Regions from separate parts of the Gossypium hirsutum genome. Here region 2 is linked to region 1. A link is a contact called in public Hi-C data. All regions are on one chromosome and are shown on one strand. Each heading gives the region's core, a stretch centred on a gene start, on an enhancer-like site or on the middle of the called end of the contact. The rest is flanking DNA. Distances are from core to core; before and after follow the strand shown. Region 1 holds the start of LOC107945563 (protein VASCULAR ASSOCIATED DEATH 1, chloroplastic). Region 2 holds the start of LOC107945569 (nucleoside diphosphate kinase B).

The links. Hi-C and Micro-C count contacts between places; a contact is called where the count stands out from the background.
Region 2: a contact with region 1 is called in a Hi-C map of leaf, with 3 times the contacts expected there. The contact joins the promoter of LOC107945569 here to the promoter of LOC107945563 in region 1. A contact is called at or near these places in 7 of 34 Hi-C or Micro-C datasets (callus, hypocotyl, leaf and 1 more).

Annotation. Positions count from the first base shown.
Region 1 is chrD12:38,231,015-38,234,736 of Gossypium_hirsutum_v2.1, forward strand. It overlaps LOC107945563 (protein VASCULAR ASSOCIATED DEATH 1, chloroplastic), which reads left to right and starts at 1,560. Exons shown (of 18, transcript XM_041106636.1): 1 at 1,560-1,916; 2 at 2,719-2,778; 3 at 3,385-3,435; 4 at 3,666-3,722. The coding sequence starts at 1,881.
Region 2 is chrD12:38,380,257-38,383,978 of Gossypium_hirsutum_v2.1, forward strand. LOC107945569 (nucleoside diphosphate kinase B) reads left to right here and starts at 1,924. Exons shown (of 4, transcript XM_016879626.2): 1 at 1,924-2,140; 2 at 2,473-2,521; 3 at 2,766-2,997; 4 at 3,106-3,450. The coding sequence starts at 2,090. The coding sequence ends at 3,220.

The DNA of each region.
Region 1 (3,722 bases), core at 310-2,809:
AGTATACTCTGAATCGTGGATTTTCTTCTTCGTCTGAACTCCTTTCAGCATCTTCAGGTTCTGTTGGAATAGGCTCCGGTTCAGAAAATAAGCCAACTTCTGCACCATCTGGCCCGGGCTCTCGAGGTGGATCCACATCGGACTCATCTTCTAACCCACAATCATCTGCAGCGTACGAAGTCCCTTCACCGGTTGACGTCGTAGGGAGTATGTCATCCCTTCTTCGGGGCATTTGATAACGTCCCCAATTGAGTGTAGATTGCCACCCACTAGAACTTGATGCCGTTCCCCAGTACGTATTTCCAGCATCAGACGTCGAGCCATCAACGTACATGTCCTATCCACCAACAGAGTGTCTTGCGGGGGATGTGCATTCGACACCGCTACCGAACATGAGCTGTTCTATATTTTATAACCCGCTAACCGAGTGTCGGCCAGGGGTCGTGTATACATCTCGAACACTGGTCGCAAGTACCTCAGTTGGCGATGTAAATTGTACATATAACTCAATATAAGCTGCTCCACTAGCAAGATAAGTCTGCACCATTGCCTCCAAGCTACGAGCACATTTTATGTCGAATGAGTCATATGTCACTGGATCAACAGAAGAACAAAATCGATACGTGATAGACAGAACTTTCATTGGCGTTATTTCGAAAATTTTACGCCTAATTCTTTTACGAAGTTCTGTCAAATCTATGTTCTGGTTAAAAACAGTCGCACCGTATTCTCCGACAAAAAAACAACACCATTCTCGGTGTGGCAAACCTCACCATCGTAGTAAATAACAGCACTAATACGTTCACTCATATTTGAAACTCTAACATTCTTAGCCTCTCTAAATTGTTTCTGCTCTGACTTATGCATTCTGAGAATATTTTCTGTCTAATTTATAGCCTTAGCCCAAACAGGCTACTGTAGCAAAAGCGCGTCCCCAAGGGTGCGATTTTCACAAATTCTTCTCAAATAGCATCTTGCTAGAAGCGAATTTATACTATTTGCTCAGAAACGTAAAAAAAAAATTATTTCATCCATGACCTACTGTAGCAAGAGCGCGTCCACGAGGGCGCGATTTCAAAATTTCTTCTCAAATAGCATCCTGCTAGAAGCGATTTTATACTATTTGCTCAGAAAGGTCAAAAAAATTATTTCTTCCCAGACCTAAAAACCTTAAAAAGCCTAAACCCTAAACCCTAAACCCTAAAAGCCAAAAAAAACTAACATGAAAAAAACGTCAAAATCGTGTCCCCCGGAACGCGCTACGTATCGGCCGACATCGCGCTAACGTGACAGCGATTTCGGGGAAAATGGACCAATCCGGTAAATAATTAAGTAGTTGGCCCATTTCGGTAATTAATGAAAAAAATGGGTTTTTTTTAGTAAAATGCCCCAAAATTTGACCTAAAATTAAAATAAAATATTAAAAGTTGACGGATTTCTTTGAACCCGACACGTGGTAGAGTTCACGTCTTATGCTCACGCCACGTGTATAAAATAGTCAACGTCTCTCATTGACCGTGAGACTTGGCGCGGACTGCTAAACTGCACCGTTCGTTCACTTCCAGTCTCTGTGCTGTCAAGACGGATGATGAGAATCTCTCAACGAACTCCTCTCGCTTTACGCTTCCATTGTTTTGAACAAAAAATTAAGCACGTAAACTCAGATCTCCGCCATCTCTATTGGTTTATATCCATTCCCCAATGCTATGGCAGCGGCCTCTGCCGCCGCAGACGATCGATCCGCAGAGGCGGCCGCCGCCTCCGCTGCCCATGGATCCTTCTCTTTCTAAATGTGCTTCCGATGTCGTTTCTGAATCTTTAGTTTTGCGGAACGTTTCGTCTCCTAACGACGCGACCGGTTGCAACGATCCTTCCATTTCATGGCAAACACTAGTCACAGAGATGTTGAAATTCAGGTTCCTTATCTTTTTATCATTCTCGTAAGAACTTAATTCATTTCTCTGTTCCGTTTATAAAAGGGAAATAGGCGAGAAAGTAGATTAGAATTTTTTTTTACGTTAGTTTTCTCAATTATTGATGATTATGCGTGAGCTCGAAACAAATTTCCATTATTTAGGCGTATTTACTTTCATTAATCTTTATATTATTGAAAATCTGTTGAAGATTTCTGTTGAAGATTTCTTCTTCTCGTGGTTAAATTCGTAATTTAAACTCTGGAAGTTTAAATGCATTCGGTGTTCTAAGTGGCTAAGGACCATCTTGATGAAGACTATAGATAGAAGTGCCAACCTTTTTGGTAAAAGTGCCGTAATAGTACTATGAAGTTAAATGATATGGGAATTTTAGAATCATCATTTAGTTCGTTAAAAGCGGTGCCAAATTTCTTAGGCTGAATGCTTGTGAGAGACCAATAAGGGAGTGAACTCATGGTTACTAGCGAACAAGTAGCTGTTTGGCAACAAGCTCGATTGAAGATAAATGTCGAATTTTGTCTGGTTGGTGTTCTGGAAAAGAGAAATATGATTTTTAAATATTTTTATCTAATAATATTTTGAAAAGAGGTGGTTTATTAGAGGTTTTAATCAATGAATAAAGGGTAATGTACTTAAACTTGGAATTATTACATAAGGTAGGCATGGAGACTTACTATGCTAATAAGCCTTTCCAAAAAGGAGGAACCAAATGCATTTAAAAAGAAGAGTTAAATCCTCGATAATTTTTAGCATAATGGCTAAATCTTATACTTCTGAATTTCAGTCTCCAACAACTTTGAAGAGTGAAGAATACCGCCAACTGTTTAGGCTTCCTCCTGAAGAGGTGAGTGTCTTTAGGTTGTTGTGATCTCTTGCTGTTAGCAATTCTCTACTTGTCTCTCTCTTTTTGGGCATTCTTTGGTTTGTAAACATGAAAATCTTTTCTGTGATGAATGAGAAAGAGGTACTTTAAGTTTGTAGTTAAGAAGTTTTGGACACCTAAACATTCATGTAGTACATGCACCAACCAAAGAATATGTTATTTTGTTTTCGGTCAATGTTTTGAAAATGCTTGTTCATTCTTTCTCTCCTACTTTATATTCTAAACAATAATTCTAGTCATCTTTAAACATTTTTAAAACAATCTCTGAATTTCAAAAGAAGTGAGTGTTTCTAGTCTGTAGTCTACTCATTATCCCCAGGGGTCAACAATCCTTTGATTTTCTCCTTTTTGTTTGACAGTCTTTGCCCTTAAATGAACTTGTCCTTTCTCCTAATTAACATGATAGAGATAATGAAACATTGCATTAAGGAAGATGCCAGAAACCAAATCTTTTTATTTTTACTTTTGGTCATATATTTTTAACTCGTAGTTTGAAATTTCTCACTACTTTGCATTTTAGACATCTAATGATATTGTAGGAACATTTTCTTTTGACCTCCAATGCAGTTCCTTGTTCAAGATTTCAACTGTGCATTCCAAGACAGTATTCTTTTTCAGGTACTCTACATCTTTATTTGTCCTTAACTAGTCTTGGAGTTGCATGCTATACTTAGATGATTTCTTTACTCTGCTGCATCCAGTAACTTTTTGCTAGGCAGATCACCTCACCTTACTTTTGTCACTCTGTGGAGTTTCTGGAGACGATGATGTTGTATTCATTCAATATTTTATGGCTCTAAGTCTAATTATGTCCATTCTCTAATTATCAGGTTTTATGCTTTTTGCAGGGCCACATGTACTTATTTGCTCATTTTATTTGCTTTTATTCCAATATATTTGGATTT
Region 2 (3,722 bases), core at 674-3,173, 150 kb after region 1:
ATAGAGACTACTTGCTTATTTTTTAGTAAAGGGAGTAAAATACAATCTGACTCTTAATATAGGAACTTTCAAAATGTTTTTTTTTTTAATTACCCCACATATTCCTCGGACTATATAAATATTGGTACAGGAATGAAATCCCTCCAAGTTTGATTATATCAGCACCCAATTACCTACCTGCCCGTTAACATCATCCATAAAAGTTTTCAACATCCTAATTTGATGCCCCTTTTTAGAACTGGTAATTGGCTTGTCATTGTATCTTTTTATTCATTAGATTCTATAGTTAGGTAAAGTGCGAAACTCAACCGAAAGTGTTTTCATGATTTAGATTTTCATGAAAATATTTTAAAGTAGTTTAATTGATAGGAGTATTGTTGTCAATGTAAAATATAGTTTTGAGTGCATTGAAACGTATTATTCTCTTATTTATAAGTTCGAGTGGGATTACAGGTAATTTAAAGTATTGTGTTAGAAAAACAGATATGATCCGAACATATAAATTTTGTTAAGTAAATTATAAATGAAGAGATAAAAATATGCCGTGCTACTTAACCTTATATCTCCTACAAAATAGAATAGGGTCTGTTAGCTTATAAAAAAAGAAATATATTTATGTAGTGGCAAATCTTGTTAATTCAATTACATTATTTTTATTCAAAGTTGGCATATTTGCAATATAAATCATTTCAAGCGATACCTTCAAAGAGGAGTGTCATGTAATATATATATATATATATGCTTGATGAAAAAATCAAAGAATATAAATATAATCAGTCTTCTACATTATAGCAACCACTATAATCGTTTAGTTTTTTTTTTTTTTAAGAATCTACTTTTTTTATGTTTTATTTTAATAATTATAACAGATTTTCACTTGTAATAATAATATTTATAGTTATGAAATATATTATTTATTAAATTAATTTTCTGTAATAACATATGATCTAATTTTTTAAAATAAAATTATAACGATTTTATGTAAGCATGCCTATATTTATCATTTATTAAATGATAAAATTAAATGAAATTTATTTTAATTAAAATATTATTTCAATAAAATGATAAAATTTCATGTGAAAAAATTTATTAAATGAATAGAATTAAATATATCAATCCAATAAATTATTAAGTTCCCTAATCAAATATTTTACTATCAATTTGGAACATTATAAACTTATAAGTTGATTAGTTGAATTTAGTAACTCGTGATAAATTAATTAAATTAATTTTATAACTCATTGATTCATTAAACTTATTAGATTTAGGAACTTTATAATTAACGTAAAATAAAAAATGTATAAAAATAATAATGCATGCACGTTTTATACGTCTTGTAACGTTTTTTTCTTTGATTCTCACTTTTTTTCAACATAATTTCACTTTCTTTGTTTGATGAAAGTTCACGATATAAATTCTATGATAAGCTTACAACGATTATTTCCCTATAATAGTATGTTGTTATAGGTGTATAACAATCTCTTTATAATATGTAAAATTTGGACAAACAATAAAACTGTTACGGTTATATATGACTATAAAATATTTATAAATTTTTTTTATTTTTTTTAAATTAAAATAAAAACATTTGCTTTTTTTTCCTAGAAAAATCATGCTTATCACAGCCAATTTTTAATTTTCACCCACAAACCATTTAATACAAGTAAGAGCAATATATATATATAAATTATGATCCGATGTATAATATTGAATCTCTGTAAATTTATGTATAAAATTTTGGTTTAATTCAATTTTTATAACACAGTAATAATATTATTGAATTATCACCATTTTATTTTGATATATTGTATATACAAAAATCATATTAATTTAATATTATATGTATTTACTTTTTAGAATATATAAAATTAAATTAAATTAAAAATTTCATGTATTTATAATTCAATTATCATAATTATAATTACACTCAAGATTATTTAAGGGTTGACGAACCGTACGTACATCCTCTTGAAACTAGGGTTTGGGTTGGGGCAGTGGTGTATTGTATATAGTATATAAGGACATTTGTTCTCTTATTTGGACAAGCGCCGAGACAGAGCAGAGCAGACAGACTAGAAAAGAAGAGAAGATGGAGCAAACATTCATCATGATCAAGCCTGATGGGGTCCAAAGAGGCCTGGTATTGCTTCTACTTCACTCTTTCTCTTCCCCCCCACCCCCCTTTGATTCTTTGATTCTAACTTCACTGCTACCAAAAAGAAAATTAAAAAAAACAACCTTTGGGTCGTGTTTCACTTTTAAGGACAATTAACTGATTTTCGGTTTTCAGTTGCTTTAGTTAAGATTTAGTAGATCTAGTAAACAAAAGCAACATGCTGTTTTTAGTTTTCAACTTAGCTTCACTTACAAAGTATTATCTTAGTCTTATTTTGATTCTTTTGCATGTTCGATTTTGGGTTAAAAATGATATCTTTTTTGGGTGTTTATTGAGGTTCATGTATTTCTTTTCAGGTTGGTGAAATCATCGGCAGATTTGAGAAGAAAGGCTTCAATTTGAAAGGTAAGATCTATCATTTTGCCCCCTTTACTTAAAAAAATAGCAAATTAGTTCCTGTATCTTAGATAAAAGAGAAATCTGTCTCGTACCTCCATGATATTTTTACCTAAATTCCTCTGCTTTTTCCCGTGTTTTATATTATCAAGTGTTGGTTTCTTTGGATTTTTGAAATTGATTTTAGGTACCTTTTAGGTATACAGTTTTGAGTGGTATGCAGCTTATCTGACATTGGATGTGCCTAATTTAGGGTTGAAGCTCATCAGTGTGGATCGATCTTTTGCCGAGAAGCACTATGCTGACCTGTCTGCAAAACCCTTCTTTAATGGGCTCGTAGAGTACATTATCTCCGGTCCGGTCGTTGCTATGATTTGGGAAGGTAAGAATGTTGTTACCACAGGTCGCAAGATTATCGGAGCCACAAACCCAGCTGAATCTGCTCCGGGAACAATCCGTGGTGACTTTGCAATTGACATTGGGAGGTATATTTGGTGTCTCCCTTTCTTTACTTTCAATTGTTAGGATACTTGCATGTTATTGACACTTGAGCTAACACTTTTCCATGTGTTGAAATGGATTGGTTTCTGCAGGAATGTGATCCATGGGAGTGATTCCGTCGAGAGTGCAAGGAAGGAAATCGCCCTTTGGTTCCCTGAATGCCCTGTTAACTGGCAGAGCAGCCTTCACCCTTGGATCTACGAGTAGAGATCATTTGGTCGAAGCTATTGGCCGTCATGGCTCTGTCCTGGTTGTTTGTTGTTGTTGTTGTTGCCAGTCTTTTGATATTTATATTACTATTATAGTTTAAAGTGGTGAAAGCTTTGTAGCATTTTGGGTGTATAGGTTAAGTTGGAGTTGTGTTGAAAGCTCCCATTACAATGCCACAGTTGAGGTGAACAGTGTTTGAATAATCAAAGCTATTTGAGTGTTTGACATATATATGTTTTCTTTGCTTTTACAATGCCATTCAATTGCTATCATTATATATACACATATATGTATATGTTAAAGGGTTTTAACTTCTGGCTCACTTTTGTATAAACTATAAAGCTATATAGATTGAAAAGGCTACACAAAAAACAAGAGTTAATAAAACTTTGAGATAGAAAGGAAGCTTCCTGGTGGCCTAACAATTTTATTGGGCATGGTATGGCACTTGGAACACAAGGATCATGAATGGTAAAACAAGACTTGAAGAATGCAAAAT